Linked DNA regions of Mus musculus: region 2 is linked to region 1. The links are chromatin contacts, called in public HiChIP or PLAC-seq maps. All regions are on one chromosome and are shown on one strand. Each heading gives the region's core, a stretch centred on a gene start, on an enhancer-like site or on the middle of the called end of the contact. The rest is flanking DNA. Distances are from core to core; before and after follow the strand shown.

The links. HiChIP or PLAC-seq counts read pairs in DNA pulled down with a chosen protein or histone mark.
Region 2: a contact with region 1 is called in an H3K4me3 HiChIP or PLAC-seq map of bone marrow-derived macrophages, with 5 times the contacts expected there. The contact joins two enhancer-like sites. A contact is called at or near these places in 3 of 115 datasets of contacts at active chromatin or transcription factors (bone marrow-derived macrophages, embryonic stem cells and pancreatic cancer cells).

The regions. Positions count from the first base shown.
Region 1 is chr5:118,402,273-118,408,960 of GRCm38.p6, forward strand. It overlaps Gm30657 (a long non-coding RNA gene), which reads right to left. Exons shown (of 2, transcript XR_878722.1): 2 at 520-1,318. Among named protein-coding and RNA genes, the nearest start is that of Gm30657, 8.0 kb to the right of the region's middle. Within about 2 kb of position 2,224, at least 100 of the 459 cell types and tissues checked have an H3K27ac peak or open chromatin away from gene starts, as enhancers often do. A contact at or near this core is called in bone marrow-derived macrophages, where this site is marked.
Region 2 is chr5:118,631,033-118,637,773 of GRCm38.p6, forward strand. All of the region lies in intron 2 of Med13l (mediator complex subunit 13-like), which reads left to right. Among named protein-coding and RNA genes, the nearest start is that of Med13l, 74 kb to the left of the region's middle. Within about 2 kb of position 2,194, at least 28 of the 459 cell types and tissues checked have an H3K27ac peak or open chromatin away from gene starts, as enhancers often do. A contact at or near this core is called in bone marrow-derived macrophages, where this site is marked.

The DNA.
Region 1 (6,688 bases), core at 974-3,473:
CTACCCATTTTAAAGGTGAGGAAATGATTTCCAAGGGCTGCCTGGCTGGCGGGTAACAGAGGCAAGGTTTGAATTCCTGAGTAAGTAAGTCCATTTGACTCCTGAGCCTTGCCATCCTCTCCGCCCCTCATGGTTAAGGAGATGTTTTTTCCGCACAAGCAGATCTGATTTCCCCAAAGGTGGTATCATCGGGTCCTAGCCCATAGCCCCATCCGCACCCTCTCCATTTATATCCTCATCTGCTTGATTTCAATGAGTCCGCACCAGGGACCAGGAACAGCATCAGCTCTGAGGGATGCAGAGATGATCAGGATGCTGAGAGTCTATCATCAGAGGTGAAGACAGAGCCAGGCAGGGGATGAAGGCACAGAGCATGGGGATGGGGAAACATGAGGAGGGAATTCTTCACAGAGAGCAGGAGCCTAACTGGCAGGGCACAAAAGGTTGGAAAATGGGGTTAGCTACTCCTGGGGATGGGTGTCTCCTGTTGCTGTGATAAAATACTCTGACCAAAGCAACTTCAGGGAGAAAGGATTTATTTTGCTCAGAGTTGCAAGTTACAATCCATCACGGTTGGGAAGTCACTGCGGCAGGAGCCTGAGGGAGTTGGTCACATCACATCCTCACATCCGGCCACAGTTAGGAAGCAGAGAGCTATGGGTGCAGGCCACTGCTCAGCCCCCTGTTGCTTTTATACAGTCCAGGATCCCAGCCAGGGGATGGCACCACCCACAGTGGGCAGGTCTTCCTACCTCAGAGAACAAAATCAAGATGATCCCCTGCAAGCATGCCTAGGGGTCATCTCCTGGGAGATTCCCTGGATCCTGTCAAGTTGGTGGTTCATTCCAACCATTGCAGGGTAAGAGAGTTCAATCCGTGCACAACTTGCACAGCATGCTAAAGACAACATGCTAAAGACCTTCAGACTCTGCATTTGAAGAGATGCATGTTAGGGTGCAAAGATTAAATGTCAATAAAGAGGTTATAGAAACAAAAAAGCAGTAAGCAGCATTAAACGGATGCTTGAGAAGTAGGAATCACGGACAGGTTCCGAGTATGCATCTGCCTTCCATTTGTATAGCCCACTCTTTGTGCATGTACATGTACACACGTGTGCATGTGTGCACACACTCTCATGTGCCTTCTGTACATCTATGGTATACCACCTACAGATGGTGTCATTACCTGTTCCTGCTACCCATGGCAGGTGGCTCCTAGTTGTCTGTCATTCCAGCTCCAAGGGGATCTGTCCAGGGGATCTCTGGCCTCTGTATGCACCTGTATTCCTGTGCAGATACCCACAGGCTGGCACACCAACCTATGCATAATCAAAAAATAATAAAAGTGAAAGGCAGAGAGCAATAAAGGAAGATGCTGGATTCCCACCTCTGGCCTCCACACTTACATGCCTGGTATGCTCACCTCCAGCACACATATTCCTCTAAAAAAAAGTTGACTTTAGGCTGGGCAGTGGTGCCGCACACCTTTAATCCCAGCACTTGGGAGGCAGAGGCAGGTGGATTTCTGAGTTCCAGGCCATCCTGGCCTACAGAGTGAGTTCCAGGACAGCCAGGGCTACACACAGAAACCCTGTCTCAAAAAACAAAACAACAACAAAAAAGTTGACCTTATTATTTAACCCAACATTTTATAAATATTACCAACTCCGCATGGGATCAGTCTCAGAACATTAATGTGTTGGTTCATTCTCTTTTGTTCACACTGACTTCAAAATCCAATCTGGGCAGTAAATATTCCCTGGAAATGCTGGATGTAATTTAGAGTTTGTGAAATCTAAGGGGAGAATAGGTTCACTCCCTCAACTTGTTTCCAACATGTATTGAAGTTTTCCCAAGCCAAGGCATATGTTTTTACACATCTGCCATCCCATCCAGAATTGGTGAGACTGAGGCAGGAGGCCTGAGAATTCAGGGTCAGCCTGTGCTATAAGAGAATCTAATTGGGAAAAAAAAATCTGTTATAGTTGGACACATGATTTTTCTGCTTTTCAGTGTAATTAACAAGCCTCTGGAAGAGATCGAGGGAGAGGCTGCTGCATCCCACAGCAAGAAGTGGCATCCGTGGGTGGAGCCTCACCCATTTCCAGTTACAGAACTGGAGCCCTGGGGTGTTTTTGATGCCCACACAAACCCTGTGTCTAAGGCGTAGCCCTCACCTCTCTCCTTAATGATGGCCTTAAGTCACTTCCCTTAGTGAGTCATTTCTACGGAAGGGATGTGGCTGAGGCAAAGCGAGACTTTCAGGGCTGGGTCACTCAGTTCACCATGGCCTCTTCTGCCTGCTCTTCTGGGTCATAGCAGCAGTCGTGACATGTCAGGCACAGTCAGCCAATCCCATAGTTCTACGTAGAGGAACAAGCCAGCAGCCCCATCAGTTTCAATCACATGGTGGCTGCTCAATCAGAGGTTTTTGTCAGCTTCACATGAGCTAGAGTTATCCGGGAAGAGGAACTTCAACTGAAAAGACGCCTGCATCAGTAGGGGCATATCTTAACTAGTGATTGATGAGGGAGGGCCCCGCCCACTGTGGGTGGAGCCATCCCAGGGCTGGTGGTCCTGGGTTCTATATAAGAAAACAGGATGAGCAAGTAATGAAAAACAATCCAGTATGCCTCACCCTTCCATGGCCTCTGCATCAGCTGCTGCCTCCAGGTTTCTGCCCTGCTTGAATTCCTATCCTGACTTCCTTTAGTGATAGATTATGACTTGAGAGTTGCTAGCTAGAATAAAGCCATTCCTTCTCAAGTTGCTTTGGGTCATGAAAGTAACTAACACTTAGAGCCCAGGCTCCACAAAGTCTTCCTTCCTACTATGGTCACTCGAGGTCACCTCTAGCCTGTGACTTTCTCAGACATCTGAGGTAGGAAAACCATCTCTCTTGATCCCAGCCTTGTGGCTCCTAAGGCTTCCAGGGAAACAGCCAGGGAATGTGTTGTGTAGCTGTAGGTGACCAACCCAAGCCAGACTCTGGCTGAACCCTGGTTGCTTTGTCATAAAATGGGGGCTTAAAGGCCATATGAGACTGAGAAGACATCTTGGAGAATGTTTAGCTGAAGTTCTATGTGAAGAGGAGCCAGCCATCAGGCCCCTTCAGCAGACCCACTGAGTCTGTTTCAGTCACGTGGTGGCTGCTCAATTCAAAGCTGCTATCATTATCTGCTAAGTTCAGGTTGGCCATGTAAGAGACAGTATGACCTGGCTTCCCGCCCCTGGAACAGAGCCAGCAGGGTATAGGCCCCCACAACTGTTGTTGATTGCTGTGGGTAAAGCCTTGTTTGTGTATAATAGTGTACATATTTTCACATTCCTCCTTTGAGGAATGTCCTCTCGGCCAAGATCAATAACCCCAGGGTAGTCAGAAACAGCAGGAGTCCAGAAGGTGAGGGTGTTTCTACATCTCAGCAAAACAGTTCAACTCTGTGACCTTCAGGACAGCCCTTAAGGCTGTGGGAAAGAACGCTGAAAACTTGAGTTTGAAAATATATAATTTCTCAACTATGCAAAATACAAAGATACTATATGAAGTGTATAAGGAGCTTCGTGGATCTAAAGGAACAGAGGCAGCTGCACTATGAGCCAGAAAGATATAAGGACAGGCAGATTCCTCAGTTCAAGGTCAGCCTGGGACAGGAGTTTAGGTCCAGTGCTAGATGTGATAGAAATGTTAATTTCAACTCAGGGTCCCAACCCTGTCTGTGCTTGTGCTCTCTCTCTCTCTCTTCTCTCTCTCCTCTCTCTCTCCTGTCTCTCTCTCTACTGTCTCTCTCTCTCCTCTCTCTCTCTCTCTCACTCTCTCTCTCTTTCTCTCTCTCTCTCTCTGTTTGGTTTTGGTTTTGGTATTTTGAGACAGGGCTTCTCTGTATAGCCCTGGCTGTCAAACAAACAGGAACTCACTCTGTAGACCAGGCTGGCCTCGAACTCAGAAATCACCTGCCTCTGCTGGGATTAAAGGCATGTACCACCAAGCCTGGCTCTTGCTGTCTCTTTCTAAGAATCAAGGGGCTGGGGTCCTGGGATGCTAATTCAAAAGGGAACCTGGGTTGATGAGTGGATCGATATGTACGTTCAAGACTGAGCTTTTGATCTGCAAGAAATGAGCTATCCGGCGAGTTTTTAGAATTGCAAGAAAGTTGTCTGGAGCAGAGAGCTCTCTGGAGAACTCTAGAGAAAGAAGAGTGTAAAGAGAGCAACCTGGCTTGAGCAGAACTCAGGCTGTCAGTTCGTAACCCATGATTTGACGAGGAGTTGCTCGTTTTGCCGCTCTCAAACACCCCTTCTCTCAGGGACCCCTCTCCAAGCTGAGGCTGGTCCTTGGCAGTTGTCCTTCCCCACTCCCTCTTTCCCTCTTCCCATTCTTCCTCCTCCCCTCCTCCTTCCCCTCCTCTCTATTCAGGGTAAAATACTCAGAGTCCTGGAAGGGAGTGTCCATCACTTCCAGGTAGCCACAGTTAGAGCTGTTAGGAGTGGAATATCCTCAAATTCCCCCTACAGGTAATTGGGAACTTGGCCCTTCTAGAATGTTCTCCATCAACTGTCCCAGTCATTCTGAAGCTTGTGACTGTCATTCATCCCTTTGGACATGAGAGGGGTTCACTCTGCACACAGCTTTCTGTTTCCTGGGTTCCTTATAGACTTGCACTCACAGAGAGGAGCCCAGAGGCTCCTCTGATGGCCTGTACCTACTGTACTCTTATACTGGGCTTTCACTTGGGGGATGGGCCCATGCTGGACTGCCCCACTGTGGTTGTTGGAGGCCTCTCGGCCAATCAAAGCATCAAGAACAAATTGGTCTGTTCTCAGTACAATGACTCTGGGACAGTGCGCCAGTAACCACATGCCTCAGTTTCCTTATGTCAAGTGGGGTCACACAGTACTGGTACTACCGATTAACCAAGAACATCCAACAAGGGGGTTCCTAGAGAAACCCTCAACTCTCAGAAGTGTCACGTGAACATGGCTGTGGCTCTGGCACCGTAGTGTGTGTCTGCGACTACCTGAAAGAGAGCTTCCACAAATAGGACTGGCTGTTCAGAGTCATGGAGACCCTGGACACAGACCCCTCGGAAACACCAGCGCAACCATGCAACTAGGTTGAGTTTCAACAGTAAAAATCAATTTCTCACCGGAGGCTCCCCAGCCCCTGTAATATTTCTCGGTCCTTTTTTTTTTTTTTTTTTTTTTTTTTTTGGTTAATGGCTTGGGGGTTTCTGCACTGTTTTGCTCAGCCACGCGGGGAAATGTTTAATGAATCCTGTGAATATTCATTAATACTTTCTGATGGGGGAGGCCCTGCTGCCGTCCAGTGGGTCTCTGAGCACCAGCGTGGGGAGAGCAGCACACCTCCTGATTGGCGAGATTTGTTTTCCATTTCTGGTTGCCCTATTTTCTGAGACCTCAGGGGGCTCGCAGGGCCAAGCGGGGCGGCAGAGCTGTTTCCCTGCTTGGTCTCCATAGGCTCAGGAAGGAGTTCTAGAAAGCCAGGCTGTGAAACAGAAGATACAGAAAACCCCCTGCATCCCTGCATCCCCGCCTCCGTGCTCTGTGCTCTGCGCAGCAGGCTCCAGACCCTGCATCCTGCACCCGTGCTCTGCAGGAGGCTCCTTGAAGACACCACCACACAGAGACAGGGCAATCCATGCCAGGGGAAGCTCGACAGATGAGCAACTGACACAAAGGGCCCCTAACAAGAGAATGGACGGCTGAGAATACTTACAACAACAGATCGCTGTACAGGAAAGAATGTGAGATGACCTGGCCTGTGGAATTAAAATGGTTGATTTTTTTTTTCAATTGAGTTAAAATTCATATGTCACAAGTAGCTCTCCAATATACATGTGCAATGCAGTGGTTTTTAATATATTCAGAAGATTGCACAATCATTCTTGCTATCTAATTCTGGAATACTTTGTCATTGTTACTTCTCCTTTGGGCCTTCAACACAACTCCAGGAAACCCCCGCCTCAACCTTCTGTGTATTCAGGACATTTGCAGTGAATAGAAACTATGAATGCTTTGTTTCTGGATCCTTTTGCTTAGCACAACTTCAGGATTCATTTATGTCATAGCATCATGAATACTTTATTCTGTTCTGCTTCATGGCCAAATGATGTCCCACTGTATGGGTATACCACAGTTTATGTATCTACCTATCCATCAGGGGCACTTGGATTTTATCCCGTTTTGACCAGAAATATAATACACTGTGGCTTCTCCTTCTCCTCTTGTATCTTAGTCAGAGTTTCTACTCCTGCACAAACATCATGACCAAGAAGCAAGTTGGGGAGGAAAGGGTTTATTCAGCTTACACTTTCCACACTGCTGTTCATCACCAAAGGAAGTCAGGACTGGAACTCAAGCAGGTCAGGAAGCAGGAGCTGATGCAGAGGCCATGGAGGGATGTTACTGGATTGCTTCCTCTGTCTTGCTCAGCTTTCTTTCTTATAGAACCCAGGACTCTCAGCCCATGATGGCACCACCCACAATGAGCCCTCCCTTCTTGATCACTAATTGAGAAAATGCCCTACAGCTGGATCTCATGGAGGCATTTCCTCAAGGGAGACTCCTTTCTCTGTGATAACTTCAGCTTGTGTCAAATTGGCACACAAAACCAGCCAGTACATCTTGCTAGGTCTCTTTCTCCTTGGAAAGTCAGTCGCCTTATTGTGAGG
Region 2 (6,741 bases), core at 944-3,443, 230 kb after region 1:
GTGCCCAGCCATGCCTAGGTTGGTGGTACTGGGAATTGAAGGAGTAGGCCAGCACTTGCCCACTCTGCTTCGTCCCCAGCCTTCTCACTTGTGGTTTGTCAGAATCAGAAAGGGAGACCAATACTTGATGACTGAGAAACAACTGTTGACTGATGAGAAAGAAAATGCGCTTTAAAATGCTTTAAAAGCCTCAATATAGTTGATTGAAAAAAATCAGCCTTCAAAGATTATCTTCAGTCTGTGGATCTAATTAGCTGGGTGTAAGTGATAAGCGATAAATCCGAAGTCTCGCATTGTGATTTAGAAATTGATTAGCTGATAGAGCACAGGCACAGGGAAGGGGACTGAGTTCTGAGAGTGCAGAGGGGCAGCAGTGAGGTTGCCACTAACACTGTTAGCTGCCATTTATGTGTGTGCAGGCATCAGGGTACATCATTACATGTTCATTGCTCTCTGCCTTCACAGTGCTCAGGAGCCTTGCAAACAGAGAGGCTAGAGCGGGCTAACCTGGAGGTCATACTGTATGGGGAACTGGGTATAGCAACTGGAAAAGTTCAGCTGAGATAGATAAATAGGTGGGTAGGTAAATTAGATTTTAGATTTTTGAGACTTATTAAGTGATTTCCCTGAAGGCAAAGGTTCATTTTATGCTATCCCATAAGAAGTAAATGTAAACTCAGTGTGGAGTGATTTATAGATGTCTCATTAGATTTTTTTTTTAATAAGTGTTATTTTTCCTCTTCCTCCAAGTAGGATACCTCCTCCCAACTAAGAGCAATCTCCCAGATGGAACTGACTGTCCAGCAGGGCTGTGTGCCCAGCTGCAGCAACCTTAGCCAGCAGTTTTAGTAGTGTGGTCTGTAGCCTCATGGTTGGCATAGGTCCTGTAGACCCCGTCAGAGAGTCTTAAAGGTCAGAGCTGTTCTGTGATGTGGAGATACCGTTTTCCTTTCCCTTCTGTGTTGATATTTAGGCTGACGGTGCCCAGGCAGAGGTGGGTGACGGGCATGTGAGTGCTAGCTCCATGTTATGGGATTCTCTCAGAAACCAACTGCTACATGTTACAGAAGAAGACGCTGGATGAAGTTCACCTTTCCCCTTTATTTTAATCTTATGTGTTCAACTGGTTTCCCTGCATGTCTGTCTGTCTATGTACGATATGTGTGCATACTTGTGGAAGCCAGAGGGAGTCATGGATTCCCTGAGTAACAGCCACCTGTGAGCCTCTCTGTGGCTGCTGGGTGGGTACTTCAGGTCCCAAGAAAGAGCAGCCAGAGCTCTTAACCATTGAGCCATCTCTCCAGCTCAGAGCTTTAAGTTCAGGTTCATGAAAGCTTGTCCTTTCAGCAAATGTGTTCTTAATATGTGGAGAGAAAATGCCAACTGAGGTCTGTGTGCCGCAGAGTGTAGTTATCCAAAGGGAAGTGCTGGCAGCCTCCACGTGATGCTTTTGACAGCTTCTTTTTGGTGGGAAAGTATTTGAACCTGAGCGTAAGTGGTGGGCAGTAGCAGACTTGAGTGTTTGGTGAGCTCTCCACCAGGCCAGAGCGGCCGTGACAAGGAAGACAAGGAAGCAGTACATGTGCTTGAGACGGAGCCTGCTGTTTGGATCCACATGGGAGTTTTGGAGAGACTTGAAAACGAATCTCTTGCTGAGTCGTCAGGTTATCACTTAACACACTCAGTGAGTTGGGTGTAGTTCAGGCCACTATTTGATTACACAGCTGCAAGAGAGAACAACAGCAACAACAAAGACTTTTTCCTCTGTTGAGATCAATGATTGTATGATTAATGTGGTTTTAAAGTTTAGAATAAGAACCATGTTGCCTTGTAACTCGTAGGACTCACAGCTCTCAGATCTGTCTCTTGTGTCTACTATGTTGGGCTCTCTGAATGGCTGGGAAAACTGTCTTTTAATTTCTTTAAAACATGGCCACTGCTGGGCAGTGTTGGTGCACGCCTTTGATCCCAGCACTTGGGAGGCAGAGGAAGGTGGATTTCTGAGTTCGAGGCAACCTGGTCTACAGAGTGAGTTCCAGGACAGCCAGGGCTATGCAGAGAAACCTGTCTTGGAAAACAAACAAACAAACAAACAAACAAAAATAAAACGTGTGCATTGACAGCCTATCTTCTTCGGATGTCTCAGTGCCTCACAGTTGCCCAGTTCCTCTCTTCTAGCACAGTTTCCTGGTTTTACTGCCTGCACTGGAAGTCCTCGTTCTGGTCTTTCTTCTAGTCTGTGCCTTCTTCATGACTCATTTCTTGGAGGTATTTGTTTGTTTCCTCTGAAGACCAGGTCTGATCGCATTTATCTGAGGAGCCACCGCTTTGGCTCATGTTCTTTCAGCAGATACTTAAATGCCACCCCGTATACCTTCTGCTGGTGTTCTTCAGGAGTCTGTCTGTCTGTCTGTCTGTCTGTCCCGTGGTGTCCGCCCCCCCCCCCCCCCACCACCTTGTGTTTGTGGTTAAGGAACTATGCCGAGTCTGGGCTGCTCTCACTTAGTCTCGTCACTGCAGAAGTCTTTGACCCCGGACAGGCTGTATAATAAACAAACATTTCTTTGTTTTGAGCTGTGAGTGCAATATTCTCATCCTGTTTTATGTTACACCACTGACAGAGCATCACAGTAGACGGGACGGTGCTCAGAGACTGGGTAGATACATGTAGCTTATATAGATTATATATAACAGTCATGTTACGTATAAAACTGGATGCAGGATAACATTGGAAAGTATTCAGATTATCTTTATAGCCAGGCAGTTTTGGCACACCCTTAATTCCAGCACCTAGGAGGCCGAGGCAGGTGGATCTCTGTGAGTTTGAGGCCAACCTGATCTATGGAGTGAGTTCCAGGACAGCCAAGGCTACACAGAAAAACCCCATCTCAGAAACAACAACAACAACAACAACAACAGAAAACAAACCAGAACCAAAAACCTTCATAAGCTGGTTCTCAGGTGTGGGGAAGTGCCATTTCTTTGGAGAAGTACTGTTAAATAAACTTGTCAGCTCCTGGACTGTTTTCTAGGGCACAGTCCATCAGCTGCAAGTGTGAGGGGAGCACTGCAGCTGTTAGTGAGCCAGAGGGAAGACCCTGAGGACCAGAAGAGGGGAGCACGGTGAGCAGCGTGCTGTGTGTGTTGGTGCGCCATGCTCTTTGCTGTCCTAGACTTGTGTCCATCTCCAGTCTTACCTCAACACAGGACACGCAGACTCAGTGTCTGCACAAAATAAGTCCTCTTTAGAGATGGTGCATACTTAGAGAGCAAGGTTTTCAAAGTATAAATATTATGGGAAAAGCCTGAGCCTTCGGATCCACGCAGCACCATAGGAAAAAGAAGCCTGCCTTGTTGATGAAGAAAGTAGTATAGGTCCTTAACAGGATACACTAAAAACTCAGTAACTGCTTTCTGCTGTATTTGGGAATCCTTCCCGTGTATAAAACATGACTTCAGTTTCCCTGCTACCTGCTACAGCCCCACCCTGGCAGCGCTCAGTTCTCATAGACAGTTCAGGTGCTGTCCTATCCAGCAACTGGTTGTTCCTTTCAGGAAGTTTCTCTGTTGTCCGAGTTTTCTTTCTGAGCCATTTCTTTACTTTTATAAACTGATTTTTAATCTGTTGTGTGTTTAGAGACTAGTCTAGTTTTAAAGATTGAATTCTAGATAGAGAATGGTATTATTTCTCTGACATAAATCCACTGGGTTCATATATGTAGAATTTTGTCTTCATTCTTGAAGTCATTGGATGTAAAACCTGATCCTGTCAGAGTCCCTCTCTTAGGTTTCCAGTTCATTGGCAAGGAGGGTTGCCCTGAACAGTTCTGGGGATCTTTGTACTGGGTGAGGTGTGTTAGTTTAGCAAGCCCCAGTGTGTACAGCCACCACACACCACACCACACCACACCACACCACACCACACCACACCACACCACACCACACCACACCACACCACACCTCATGGGATGTAGGAATGACTGACAGCAAGCTGGTTTGTTCACTCTGAGTTTTAGGTTATTGGTGAAAAGGAGGCGTGAACATTAGTAAACTCACAGACACAAGCGGAGAAGAGTTGAGAGACTGCGTGGGCTTGTCTGGGAAGTGCTGTTCTGAACTGAGGGTTAGTTAATGTTTTAGTCTGTTGTTGCTTTGGAGATTGAACACAAGGGCCAGAAACATGCTACGCACACTCCAGCCTTGGACCAGGGTTTGAGAAGTAGGAAAGAGTTGAAGTGGATGAAGCGACAGGATTGGTGACAGAAAGGACAGCAGGCTTTGTCGGTGGGTGATGCAGAATGTTTCTTCCAGGACTGAAGGCCAGCGTGGCTCTCAGAAGGGCTGTGCGGGGCTGTGGAGTCAGGAGAGCCCAGTCTGAGGGCAGAGTGTGGGTCAGCATCGGCAGGCTGAGAAACTGGAATGGCCTTCACCGTCAGAACAAAGCTTGTCTCCAGGAAAGTGGAGATTGGAGATGAGGTGACTGGGAATCAGTGTAGTGGTGACAGTGACTCTACAGAGGGGGGAGACATCATGGATGGCTGAGTGCACACAGACAACTCTTAGAGAGCCCTTCCTCAGTCTTGTGAAGGCCTCCCAGTGGGCCCTCTCACAGTGCCTCCCGGACAGGCTGTTGCTGTAGTGCTGGCAGAGTGAAGGCAGGTCCCCCAGGAGTCGCCGCCACTTTCCCGTGCTTGATTGACATTTGTTCACAGACAAAAACTGGCCTTGGAAGTCTAATGTTCCCAACTGGCAGTGGTGTGTGCTTCTCTATGACTGTGTTAATCAGGGACATAGATGGCCCTTATGTTGCTACACTCTGACACAAAAAGTTTCTCAGCAAACACAACTGGAAATATTTATTAGTGCAGAGAAATTCCAGGTCTTTTTTTCTTGCGTGTGTGGCCTAATTTCAGACGCTCTGCCCCAGCCTCTGCTTCCTGCTCTCTCTCTGCTGTAACTAGCACTGTTTTCCCACAGGCGCTTCACGGCTGACAGAGGATTAACTGGTTAGTGCTTCCGCCAGTGGCCGCGTCCTTTGTGTAGCTAGCTGTCTCTCAGTGTGCCTCTGTTGAAGTTACAGCAGACAAGTGCTAGCTTTTGTGGCAGATGTGACCAGGTGTGAGAGACAATGCCTGGAGTCTCTCATGGAGCAGCTGCTCTTGTTTCTGTGGTAGAATTACCTGGACTTCCAAAACCACCGATGGTCACTAGTACACTAGAGATGGACTCATTCCTCATCAAGGTAGGATTCAGCCATTCAGTGCAGTTGTGGGGCATCAGAGGTCACCGCACACCAGAAGCCCTTCTCTTCATACCTTGCTCTTTGAGACAGTTAGCTCTCCTGTATCCACGGTCACCTCCAGCCACTCTTGCTTGAAAGATGGAGTTATCCAGCTCAAGGCTTTGCTCATGGATCATGAATCAGGGCAGCTTCTGTTTTGGTCCAGAATGGGAGGATGCTCCTGTGGGCCGTGTAATACGAGTTTTGTAAGGTGGGAGTGTGTCAGCCCAATGGCAGGAAAGCGCTCACCAGTTGACATAGGGCTGAGGTTGCTTTCTGTGGTAAAGATAAACGAAGAACAGTTCTTTCTGCACTGACTGAGGGAAAAACCTTAAGACCTGCCTCCTTCCTTAAAAATTAATTGCATTATATGGCAGTTAGCTGGAGTGACTTCATTTTGTCCAATGCCCCAAAGGTTAGTTTTCCTTATTGTATGGGACGTTCATTTGAACATTGCCATTTATAGCAGAAGTATAGTATAGATCAGTAGCAGTTTGTGGGTGTTTGGGTCCCCATTTTGTGTGGGTAAGGACAAGGGGACATATAATAAATAAGGAGTAGTTTGGAGGCATGGTTAGAAAAGAGGAACTTGGCTTAGGTTCAGACATGTGTGTGTGTGTGTGTGTGTGTGTGTGTGTGTGTGTGTGTGTGTGTGTGTGCGCGCGCGCGCGCACACTGCTATAGCTTTCGGGGAAGGCTCTGCTGGCCTGTTTTTCTTTTACATTTTGTTTTTAGTTATGTCCATGTGAATGCTGGTGCTTCTCTGAGACTCGAGGCAGTTGTGAGCTCTGGAAGTGGGTGTTAGGAATCCAGCATGGGTTCTGGCATAGAGCAGTGGGTTACAGCCATCTCAACAGCCAATCTGTCTCAACAGCACCCTCCTTGGCTTAAGTTAGCATCGAACTTTTGCTTGTTTGCATCGAGGTGTTGCATCATGGTGGGTTGAACTTATCTCCCCTAGAACTTGGAGGCTTTTTTGTTTTTGTTTTTGTTTTTTCGAGACAGGGTTTCTCTGTGTAGCCCTGGCTGTCCTGGAACTCACTCTGTAGACCAGGCTGGCCTTAGAAATCTGCCTGCCTCTGCCCCCCGTGCTGGGATTAAAGGCCTGTGCCACCACTGCCTGGCTTTGGAGGCTCTTTTTGAGGGATGGAGCTTGTCTTGTTTATCATTAATGCTCCTGTTCCCATATCTTATTAATAAATATCCCTTGAAACATTTTTTGACTTTAATTGCTTATGAGTTAGTGAAGTGTTTGCTGGTGTACTCAAACGATGCTCTAAGTTATATCTCTAGAGTCTGCAGGCTGCACGGTAGAAGGAGAGAACTGACTTTAATATATACACATTGAAAAAAAATCTTTTTTTTTTTTTTTTTTTTTTTTTTTTTTTTTTTGTTTTACCTAGCTTTGAGGTGATATTTTTGGGAACAGCAGTTTGGGTTTCTTTATGTTATATAGCACT